Regions from separate parts of the Zea mays genome. Here regions 1, 3 and 4 are each linked to region 2. A link is a contact called in public Hi-C data. All regions are on one chromosome and are shown on one strand. The core of a region is the stretch at or near the end of the contact, and the rest is flanking DNA. Distances in the headings are between cores, read along the strand shown.

Region 1 (2,700 bases), core at 161-2,660, 160 kb after region 2:
GCACAAGATGATCTGACAACACCACATGCACCTAAGATGTCCAAAAAGATTACTCCAAGGAAGAAAAGCAATTGAACTACCTTATGTATATTCAAAATTAGTGTATTATCCACTATGTTGTGTCAAGAACTATGACTTCAAAATTAGTGTGTCATGAACTATGCTGTTTCATGAACTATGTCTTCAAATTCTGGGAAGTGGAGTGCAGTTTCTTGTATAATTTTGAACATGTCCATGTGCACCTACTCTGCTAATTGTGTCATGGACTGACATGAATTATGTCATGAACTCTGCCAACTGTGTCATGAACTGGGAAGTGGAGTGCACCAACCGTGTCATGAACATGTCCAGTTTACTGCAACTCTGCCAATGATAATAAAATGTCCAGTTTGTAGGACTGTTGATTTTAGTTCATACTATGCAGTTTTCAGATTATAGCTTTAGTTTAGAAAGTACTAAGAATTCTACATTAGAACCTAATCTGGCCACACACCACCGCATGATACTACATCAACACAAAACACATAGGGGTATCATTCAATCCATCTGCACCTAGGATCCTTCCGTTTGCTACGCAGCCTTATATTTATTGATCTAAATATATAAACTATGATGATCTATGAAAGAGCATTTTTTAATTTTGTCATTAAATTTTCTTACTAAATCTTATATAATAATACACTATTCTTTTATGGAATCGACGTGTTTTATTTGAGATTTAATGATAAAGCACATTACAATCTTATATTTTTTGAGGTATATAGACATGTATTTACATATCAACGTATCAATACGCTTATGTATATCAATGTATCTTATTATTATATATTGACTCCGTAGCAACGCACAAGCATACACCTATTATTTTATACTTTTGTTAATATCATTAGAAATGGATATTTACATACCTTAAAAGATATAGTAAGGTGTTCATGCGTCACTAAGATTTTTGATTTCTTTAGTAACGCACATGCATCTTACTATATCTTTCAAGGTATGAAATCATCCATTTTTAGTGATGCTAACAAAATTATAGAATAACAATTATTGTTTTGCGTACTATTGTATTTTATCATATTGATTCCGTAGCAACGCACGGGCATATAACTAGTAATAATATAATAAGCATTATTAAGGAATACTGATTTACTAGTGCAGCGGACCAGACAAATAAACCAGTGCAGGTGCAACCGACGACTCATTCCCCACTTTACACCTTGCACGCTCGTATAGGCACAGGGACACGTGGACCGTCTCCGGCCTCGCCCTGCTCCGCCGGCCCCACAGCTCCGCCGGCGACCTCACACCTGGCCACCTGGGTGCTGGGGGGCCCTCCCATCCGACGATCTGATCTCCTCCCCCCGTCCCTCCCTCTCCTTCCATCCGCATATCCTCTCGTTCATCAGTATTTAAGGGACCTGTACACGTTCCGGCGGCTTGAGATTCGCCGCTCGATCTCCTGCGCTGGCTGCCATCGCGCGCGAACGAATCTATTTCTCCTCTCCCCGGCCGGCCTCCAAGGTAATATATTTTAATTATATCGTCATCCATTCAACTCCACACGAGCTAGGAGGACGCCCGGCCTCGTCCCCGTCCGTGTCGTCCATGGACGGCACCACCGTGTGCTCCATGTGCGGCGACGTCGGGTTCCCCGACAAGCTCTTCCGCTGCGCCCGCTGCCGCCGCCGCTTCCAGCACTCGTACGTACGCCCTTTGTCGAGTAGTAAGCTGTACTCCTCTCGGTAACATATCAGACTAATCATGGCCCGCCGCCGTTTCGTTCCTTCCAATGCATGCATGCGCGCAGCTACTGCACCAACTACTACGGCGCCGCGGCCCCGGCGCAGGCGGGCGCCGGCGTGTGCGACTGGTGCCTCAGTGACGACGTCGTCAGCGGGAAGAAGCGGCAGTACTCTTCGGCGTCGGGATGCAGCAAGCGGCATCCGCAGGTGGAAGAAGCAGACTGGAGCACGCAGCAGCCGGCGTTCCCGCCCAGCAGCGGGTGCAGCAAGGGCGCCGGCAAGGTAACCGGCAGCGAGCAGGCCGAGGGTGGCCGGAGGCCCCGCAGGTACAAGCTCCTCAAGGACGTGCTTTGCTAGTTAGCCAGGTGCTCGTACGTCGTTGTACTATGTACTGTACGAAACAATGTTTTCTACTCTAATTAGTAGACAGGTAAAACTAGGTTACTAGTAGCTAGCTGGTTTAATTAGTTTCATCTTTTTTAATTACCTTAGCTTCGTCCTTGTACGAGCGAGTGTAGTTTTGCGTGTTGTGAAAAGAGACGCTTTGGCTACTATGCATGCATGTGCATAATTAAGCTAGCTGCTGCCCTGCTTGTCGAGCGAGACTTTTCTTGTGATCACATGCATGCGTGTACGTTGTGTTTGAGCCCGAGTATCACGTCGTCAAATGCATGCGCTTGATCTTGCGTATCAACAACCCATGGACCATGCATGGTCAGTCGAGGGGCGTACGTACGTACGTCACTTATTGCTTCCGTAAGATCGATCTTTTGACTAGAATGTCGATGTGACGACTACGAGGTATGTTTATTTGGGATTATAGTCTACTATTATATAATCTAATATATTTTGAACTAAGTGTTAGTTCAAAATATGTTGGATTATATAATTTGAACTGATTATAATTTCAAACAAATAAGCCCTTAGACCCAAATCAATAATTCACGCACTCTCACAT
Region 2 (2,704 bases), core at 94-2,593:
GGGTGTCGCCGGAGTTGTACCGCCACACCGCGCCCCACGACTGCTGCATCGGCGCCCACGCCCCCCCGCCGCCGCCGCCGCGCTGCATGAGCTCCACGGACTCCAGCTCGCCGTCCCCGGACTCGTACTCGATGAGCACCGCGAAGTAGTTCGGGTTCGAGCCGGCGTCCACCTTGAACGCGATGTCCAGCCCTCGCCAGTTGCACGGCACCCTGCACGCACGCACGCATGCACATGTGGTGGGCGGCACAAAAGGACAAGCGCGAAGAAGTACAGTACAGACGCACGGGGAAAGCCTAGTTTGCTACACAGGAATGTTTGTACGTACGTGCACCCTGCATGCGTCACACACGGTTTCTACGTGCGTTGGTTGGAGGCAAGCTAATACTCCAACGGCATACATGACGGTACACCGCCGAAAGCGATTAGATGCACGCGTACGACACAAAACACAGGTAGTCGTACCGTAGTACGACAGTCCTGCTGCTTAGAAGCATCTGAGCGCGCGCGCGCGGTACGGGCGCGGCGGCGCTGCTAGCTAGCTTACCGAGTGTACTGGATCTTGAGGTGTCCGGCGCCGCGGAGCTGGTCCGCCTGGCCGTCCTTCGCCATGGCTCCGAACGCCGTGCCGCTCAGGTCGAAGTGCACGGGCTCGTCCAGGCACGCGCCGCCGGGGCACTCGTCGGTGAGGACCACGGTCACCGGGCTGCCGGAGCACGACGCGTGCCCGGTGCATTTCACCTGCGCGGCGGCGGCATTATATTATTAAGTAAGTGCGAAGAAGTGCAATAATATTACGAGCCACTCTTAAAGAAACGCTCGCATATGCACGAACCGTCGAACCGTACCTGATAGCAGGCGCCGCAGCCCTTGCCGTTCTGGAAGATGGATGGACTGCCGGCGGCGATCATGGACGAGAACGGCGGCTGGTCGACGGCGTTCTGGTACCCGCATGCACCACCTGCACGGAAAAACCGACGTACACACGTATACCCGGTCCCCGGAAGGCATTTGTTACAGATTCTTTATTCATTTATTTTATTTTTTATTTTTGTTTTGTGTGCAGGTGTAAGGGAAAATGCATGGTTCATGGAAAATTCACGCGCGTCGTCCGGCGGCCGTGCATCTGACTCACCGTCGCTCCCAGCGCCGGTGGCTGCGCCGTACCACGTCGCGCCCGCGTCGTCGGACCACCCGGAGAGCTTGCGGTGGAGCTCGACGGGCGCGCCAGGGCGGAGGAGGCAGGCGACAGCCGCGAGGGCTACAAAGCGACACAGGACCATCTTGGTAGCCATATGGCAAGGAAAAAGGACAAGGCAAGCCGAACAGAGTGTGCTTTTGTGCAGTGGTACTGGTGTGTGCTATCAAAGTGTGCCCCTGTGCCGTCTACTTATAGCCTGCAGATCACTACGAGGTAGGTGGGCCGGTGCACGGCAGTGAGTTCGTAATTGTCTGGTTCGAGTCTGCTGCCCGTAGATGTACCCATTCATGTACACGGCCAAAGTTTCCTTCAAGATTTAAATCTTCCCATCCAAAAAATATACTCCGTCGATTTAAAAATCGAAATAATTTCTAAACTTGTTCTAAGTTAAAACTGTTTTAAGTTTGACCAGAAGTGCACAAAATTTATGACGCCAAGTCAATGTCACTCGTGAAATATAATTTTACAACATACTTGTTAAATACGAATTTGTATTTAATAATTTAGGGATTAAAATATAATAAAAATGTAGTGTCAAAAATTTAAGGTCTATTTGGTTCGCTGACTAACTTGTCACATTTTGTCTAACTTTTCCGTTTAAATTTTGTTTTTTAATTCGAACGACTAACATTAAATAAAGTGTGGTGCAATTACCACAAATCAAACAGGTCTTAGTCCCTAGAAATCAAGCAACCCCAATCTTTCTTCGGTTTAACTGAATCGAAGACAGTCACTTCGAGACAGATTTCTGATGGGAGGTCACCGAGAGCATGATCCTGATCCTGCCTATACACGGTACACATCCCAGCCGGCGTACCTCCGCTCCATCAAGGATGGCAGTCGTATTTCGGTCAGGAGGAGCGAGCGACCCTACGATACGGGCCAAGTCGTTGCCCACCCGACCACCCCGAGACGGCCCCATCCGTTTCAGCCTCCGCAAATCCCAATGGGCCGCTTGCCATCACTGATTCACTGTTTTTGAAAATTTTCACCACTCCGCCACCATGAATCCCTGTAAAGCCTTGTTCGTTATAAGCCCATTCCCTGCCAGGGTCCCAGCCCAGAATGCAAGCCGTGGTGATCTGCTCCGGCGTCCGCTCTGTCTCTCACGGTCTCACCAGCATTCTCATTATTCTTCTTCCGTCTCTTTTACTTGTGTCGTATTTGTTGAAAAACCGTGGGTATTTAAACAGTAGTTTTTAACGGTATTTAGCTAGTTTATCAAATCTTATTTTTCTAAGGGATTCTCATTAGGAAAAATAAATTAATTTCTCTAGAAAAATGAAAATCTCTTGAAAAAACATGGTTGCCAAAAGTTTAGAAACTTAAACCTCCTTCAATATTTTCAGAAATTAAAGATAAAATTAGTGATAGTTTGGGAACCTATTTTACCATGGTATTTCTATTTTCCCAATTGAATTTAGTTCATTTTCCTTGAAAAAATATAAATCTCTTGGGAAAAAGAAGTTCTCAAATTAGCCCTGAGCTAATTTTACCTTAGTC
Region 3 (2,700 bases), core at 60-2,559, 250 kb after region 2:
AAATCCCCCCCTCCCGTACGCACCTGGAATGTGGTTTGCTCCTTGGGTGGGAGCCGTGTTTGGCCCTTTGTGGCGAAGGATCTTACGGCCGGGACCCAAATGGCGACGTGGATCAATTCCGTAACCAGAAGCGGAGAAAGCAACGGCTGCGGGTGGCGGCGATGGAAAACCGTTGGTGCACACCAGCTGAAGCTCCATGGTTTCGAATTATCCTGCATCCCCCCCCCCCCCCCCCCCCCCTTTTCCTGCATGCTACTAGTACTTTAACCTGGAAGCATTAGCTACAACTGTTGCTTGTGGATACGAACCATTCTGTTACAGAAACAGATTTTTATCGTTTCTGGGTAAAATCACAAGGGCGGAAAAAAAATAAGGGCTAATTTGGCAACCACATTTTTCAATTTCCCAAAGGAAAATGAACTAATTTTTCTTGGGAAAACGAAAAACCCTTGGAAAAATTTGGTTTCCAAACTAGCCATAAACGTGCTTACCATAATGTAGACTTTCACTTTCAACGACGAGGAGGGACCAGGCAACGCAATTTCGGTCCGAGTTTACTGAAATCTGGTATTTTTTTTCGTTCTCGGTGATTACCGAAACACAGATTTCGGTCCGGGAAGTTATGTTTTTCGTTTTAAAATCTAAAAGTCAAATTTTGGTCAAATAAACGAAATCCAGAACGGTGAAAACGAAATTGTAATCCCTGGGAGGAACTCGTGTCCCTATGAACTATTTTGTTTACACAAATTACACCATACAAATATACTAGAGCATTAAGGTTGTGCATGCATGTATGTGGAGTGAAAATAATTAATGGATCTAAGCTCCTTTAGAACATAGAATTTTCAGGTTTATTTTCACCAGAAAAGAAAGAAAAAAAACAAATCTCACATTCCAAAGGGAACCCTAACTGTCCTTAGTAAAACGATACACAGTTCAATCAAGTTCATAACAAACAGTGATATTCAAGACACCAAACAGATCTAGTATAATATAAAAATATATTCCACAAAAAAACTAACATATCTGTTCTCGAATATTTAGACACCCGTTAATTTTATTTTGAATTAAAACGCGACAAATAAAAAAAGATCAGAGTGAGTATAATATTTAATTGTATATAACATAGGTCAAATTCAAGATATTTTTATTCTTTAATTTCGCTAAGTAGAGTAATTTTTTATGTCAGGTTCTTGATCATGGACATGAAGTTGATTAGCCTCACAAGCTTGCGAGAACAAAAAACTAAATCAACCAATAAACATGACACCCACAACTAGAATTGGGTGTTATGGTGTATCGGTGACCCCTAGCAATACCAATACTCAACCCTTCCGAATATTTCGTCGCAAGATTTTTCGCTAGTGCTCAAAGCTCCAAAGGCCCCAAGACTCCTTCCTGCTCAAACCTTTTTTTATCCATCCTTTTGCGCGGAGGCTGTTGGAGCGTTGGATAGTGCGCGGTGCCGGCGCACTCGCTCGCAGTCCAAGAACGAAGGCAGCCTCTGTTTCCTTCCGACCGGCGATGAGGAACCCGCCGGGCAGGCACCTCCTCTGTCTCAGCAGCCGCGCCGTGCGCTCTTCCTCCTCCTCATCGGCGCTCGGCCCCGGACCCGGCGCTGTTACCTCCGCCGCGTCCCCACGCCCGCGCGCCATCGCGCCCGGGCGGCCCCTGCGCGCCAGTTCCCCATCCCCGCCTTACGCAGTCGCCGCCGCCGCGTACGTGGAGGACGGGGACTGGGAGGAGGTCGTCGCTGGGGGGCCTGGTACTGGGGAGATGGAGGAAGAACAGGACTACAGGGTGGTGTTCTGGTCCCCGCCGACCATAGACGAGGTTACCGGCGCAGTCACCAGCATCCAGCAGTAAGATTTGCCTGCTCACCTCGTTATAGCATTTTTTTTCTTTGCGTACTGTTAGATTTGATATAACTTCTTCTCTTGACATTTCTTGTGTTGGTGACCCGCTTGATTGTCACGACCTAGTTTATGCTTTGTTTACCTGGATTATATTAGAGCTGTTTTTGTCTTTATTTTGATGTGACATGGATAGCTTCTCATGGGGACATGGGAGCCTTGCATGCTTCAGTTCATTGAGCAATATCGTGTAGGTGGTTACCACTCGTTGTCGTTATCATAGTTGTATGCCTGCCATCTTTGGATGGTGTCTTCTTGGTGGGGCAGGGGGTGGGGGCGAGGGATACATGTATAGACATCCGCATGGACTTGCAGAATTGCAGCTAGTCCCATCGGAACAATCCTGCCTGCGCTTCCTGTACCTTGTAATAGACATAGCAGCCCTTGCAGCTGCTGAAAAGCACATCCGAGAATTAGATCCTACTGATGTTGTGTCCTTGAATCATAGGATTGTTCTGGCTACCTTATGGTAGCCCGTATTGTAGGGACTGTTGTAGAAACATTAAACTCACGTCATTATATCCACTTTCAATTAGTAGCAGCTATACGAATAATTACCCCCTCCCGCCCCGCACACTCACACAAAATACATCTATGTCCTCATTTGTTGCGTGAAAACAAACCTTTTTTGCCCTTTAAGATGAATATATAGTAGACCTTTGCTGATTAAATCATAAGGGAGTTACTTATGCATTGATGTTCTTTGCTCCATCTAATCTAGTTGCCGTTTCATTCAGAGTATTTGAGAATCCTCTTGGACTGGATTCAGATACAACTGACAGACAGA
Region 4 (2,700 bases), core at 118-2,617, 210 kb before region 2:
GCGACCACGATCACTAGTAGCAAGTACTAATAGTGGCATAGTGCTTTGTAGGTCAGTAACAGTGGACGCTGTCCGGGTCGGCGGACCGCGACGCCGACGCCGAGAGGAGGTGGTTGTTTCCTTCCTGGCGCCCGCGCCCGCGGCGAGGGTGGGCGGCGGGCCACGCCATGGCCCATGGCGAGGTGGACGCGGATGGCGTGGTGAGGACTGGGGTCTCCACCGCGGCGGGCCCGGCGCGTCGACGCTGATGCGACGCCAGCTCCGTGCTGAGAAGGACGCGGCTACGGTTGAGGGTGACGTGGGTTGTGTGGTCCTACTGTCAGTGGTGGGCGACACCCTCGGCGCTTTTCCAGTGGGCCCGCTCTGAAGGCGGGCTACGCGTCAGCCCGGTGGGTGGTGGCGTGCGGTTTCCAACAAAGTGCTGGGCGCACACCAGCTGCCTTCCCTGCCTGATTTCTCCATCTCTTTGTTGTGTCAATGGCTCAATGCATGAATTTTCATGTAGACCATAAAAACTATATATATATATACTATAAACATACGAGTTAGCTGGAGTAGAATATAAACCTTTAAAACTAGCACGAGCTCTCAACCGCACACAAAGAGGAGGACATATCCTGTGCAATCACTCATTTTGGTGCAAGCGTGCAATCAAACTATCCAGAGCATCCAATCTAAATTCAACAGTTTCATATGGAAGGGGTTAAAAGTAAAATATGTACTATGTTTAGGTGGAAGGGGTTAAATATAAAATAACAGTCATCATTAGATCTAGATTAGATGCACCAAACCGCTTGATTGCACGCTTGCACCAATATAAGTGATTGCATAAGATATTTCCTCCGCAAAGAGTGCTCTACAGTTTAGTGATGTCATTGTAATGGCTACCGAAGGACATAACCGTAGGTGCAAACTACATACGGTTTGTTTCAACTCAAGTACTCAACACATTCAAACATATGCACATATTTACTAATGACGTCTTTCTATGGTATTTTTCCGTGCATTAAAAAACTACCATAATATACTTACATGATGTCGGGTACATATAGTCGATATGGTTATGCTTAAGAATTAGCATAGATAAATAAGATAGCGAACCATGATTTTTTTAAAAAAAATATTCAACACAAAACCTTCTACTACAATAAAAGAAGAGTTTTTAGTATAAAACTATCTATAAAATAAAGAAGATTTTTTCCCATCGCGTACGCAAAATCCTGTGGGCTCCAAACGGAGTGTTCCTAACAATTACCGTATAACGGAATAAGCTGGCGTTAGTGAATTCTTCAAAGATTTCTCCTCCTCCTTCCTTTCTCTTTTTCTATATATAGCCCCTTGCATGGACGCCATTCTCCCGTCCTCCGTTCTCCTCTTCCTCTCTCTCTCTTCTCTCTCTCTCTCTACGGATTGCCTCACACGCATCTCGCGTGCAATTCAAGGTGTGCATCTCTTCCTTCTAGGATCCTTTATTTTCGCCCATCTTGATTATTTCGTTTTGGTATGCGATATTTGCCCCCCCATGTTCTTGGGGGTTCGTCCATGTTTATTTTCTTGAGCAAGATTTGGGGCACAAAAAGTGCACAAACGACTAAACTACAATGCCCCTCCCTGCGGAACAAGAGGTGCATTATTTCTGTTTGTGGCGAGAATTTGGCTCAATTATTTGATGGTTCTCATGTAGGTCCGCAGAAAACATGTGAAATTTGCCGCAAGCCTACAAAAAATGTGTCAAATCTGAAAATTGCTTAAAAATATCTCATGGCTAGAGCTTGTTAGAGGGACCCAAACCCCCCGACAGTTCTTGGAACAACCTACCAGCTGTTGATCTACAGCTACCCTAGTGGGAAAAAAGGGAGATGCTGCTGTTGTTTTGTTTGTGCGTGACTGCATTCAAAGGCACGCACCATGTCATTCTCTTCTCTTTTTTTTTTATTGAAGAAGGGGGCCATTCTCTTTACTTGACCGGCCTGCTGCTCCTTCCTTAACCCCTTTGAAGTCTCTTGTATTCTTCTTGGCCTCTTGACGGTAAAATTCATTCTGCACACGCCGTATAGCACGGATGCGTGCATTAGGATTCGTCACCACGCGTACACAACGACCTGTGCCCATTTAACGAGCTAGTGGTTGTTTTCATTCTTCTCCGTGTGCCTGTTTCCTCTCAAAAGAAGTCAATATGCCAACGTTCTCACCTAATACTGTACCGTACTATTTTGCAAGTAATTCGTGAAACATATTCTTCTTCTTTTTAATATAAAAATTCACATTACATCTTTCTCAACAAAGACTCGCACTCCGCAGCATGACGTTCTTGTGCTTACATCACATTTTTACCATAACATATATACAACTGACGTTATTCCCATATATGCTTCATATCGCAGCTTAATTATAGCAATACAACTGCTTCTCCATGGTTGGTCGCACCTATTAAATTGCATACTGAACCTAGTGTTAGGTTTACCTACCATAACTCTAGCTAGGTCAGAACACTCATCATCAATACATTAATAAGCTAGCCATGGGCCCAAGCACACATGGCCACAGTGATTAGGGGAACATGTAATTATGCTAATCCCTTTCTCTATTGCTGTAAAACTGTATCTATAGTCAACCCTTTTTTTGAAACTTCAACCAATGAATGTAACATGTTTCCTATGACACCACGATTTTCCAGCATATATTTCACCCCCCTAAACT

The links. Hi-C and Micro-C count contacts between places; a contact is called where the count stands out from the background.
Region 1: a Hi-C map of leaf shows a contact between it and region 2, with 4 times the contacts expected there. The contact joins the promoter of LOC103627506 here to the promoter of LOC100216633 in region 2. A contact is called at or near these places in 3 of 25 Hi-C or Micro-C datasets (ear, endosperm and leaf).
Region 3: a Hi-C map of tassel shows a contact between it and region 2, with 2.4 times the contacts expected there. The contact joins the promoter of LOC100276928 here to the promoter of LOC100216633 in region 2. A contact is called at or near these places in 4 of 25 Hi-C or Micro-C datasets (bundle sheath, endosperm, leaf and 1 more).
Region 4: a Hi-C map of leaf shows a contact between it and region 2, with 8 times the contacts expected there. The contact joins the promoter of LOC100216724 here to the promoter of LOC100216633 in region 2. A contact is called at or near these places in 2 of 25 Hi-C or Micro-C datasets (leaf and tassel).

The regions. Positions count from the first base shown.
Region 1 is chr5:196,322,240-196,324,939 of Zm-B73-REFERENCE-NAM-5.0, reverse strand. LOC103627506 (Zinc ion binding protein) reads left to right here and starts at 1,410. Exons shown (of 2, transcript XM_008647791.3): 1 at 1,410-1,700; 2 at 1,808-2,313. The coding sequence starts at 1,606. The coding sequence ends at 2,099. LOC103627507 reads left to right here. Exons shown (of 7, transcript XR_002262503.3): 7 at 1-398.
Region 2 is chr5:196,482,228-196,484,931 of Zm-B73-REFERENCE-NAM-5.0, reverse strand. It overlaps LOC100216633 (Expansin-B4), which reads right to left and starts at 1,343. Exons shown (of 3, transcript NM_001143046.1): 1 at 849-1,343; 2 at 548-741; 3 at 1-212. The coding sequence starts at 1,011.
Region 3 is chr5:196,236,389-196,239,088 of Zm-B73-REFERENCE-NAM-5.0, reverse strand. It overlaps LOC100276928 (Uncharacterized conserved protein (UCP012943)), which reads left to right and starts at 1,309. Exons shown (of 5, transcript NM_001150621.2): 1 at 1,309-1,862; 2 at 2,651-2,700. The coding sequence starts at 1,525.
Region 4 is chr5:196,689,167-196,691,866 of Zm-B73-REFERENCE-NAM-5.0, reverse strand. It overlaps LOC100216724, which reads left to right and starts at 1,367. Exons shown (of 12, transcript NM_001359488.1): 1 at 1,367-1,442.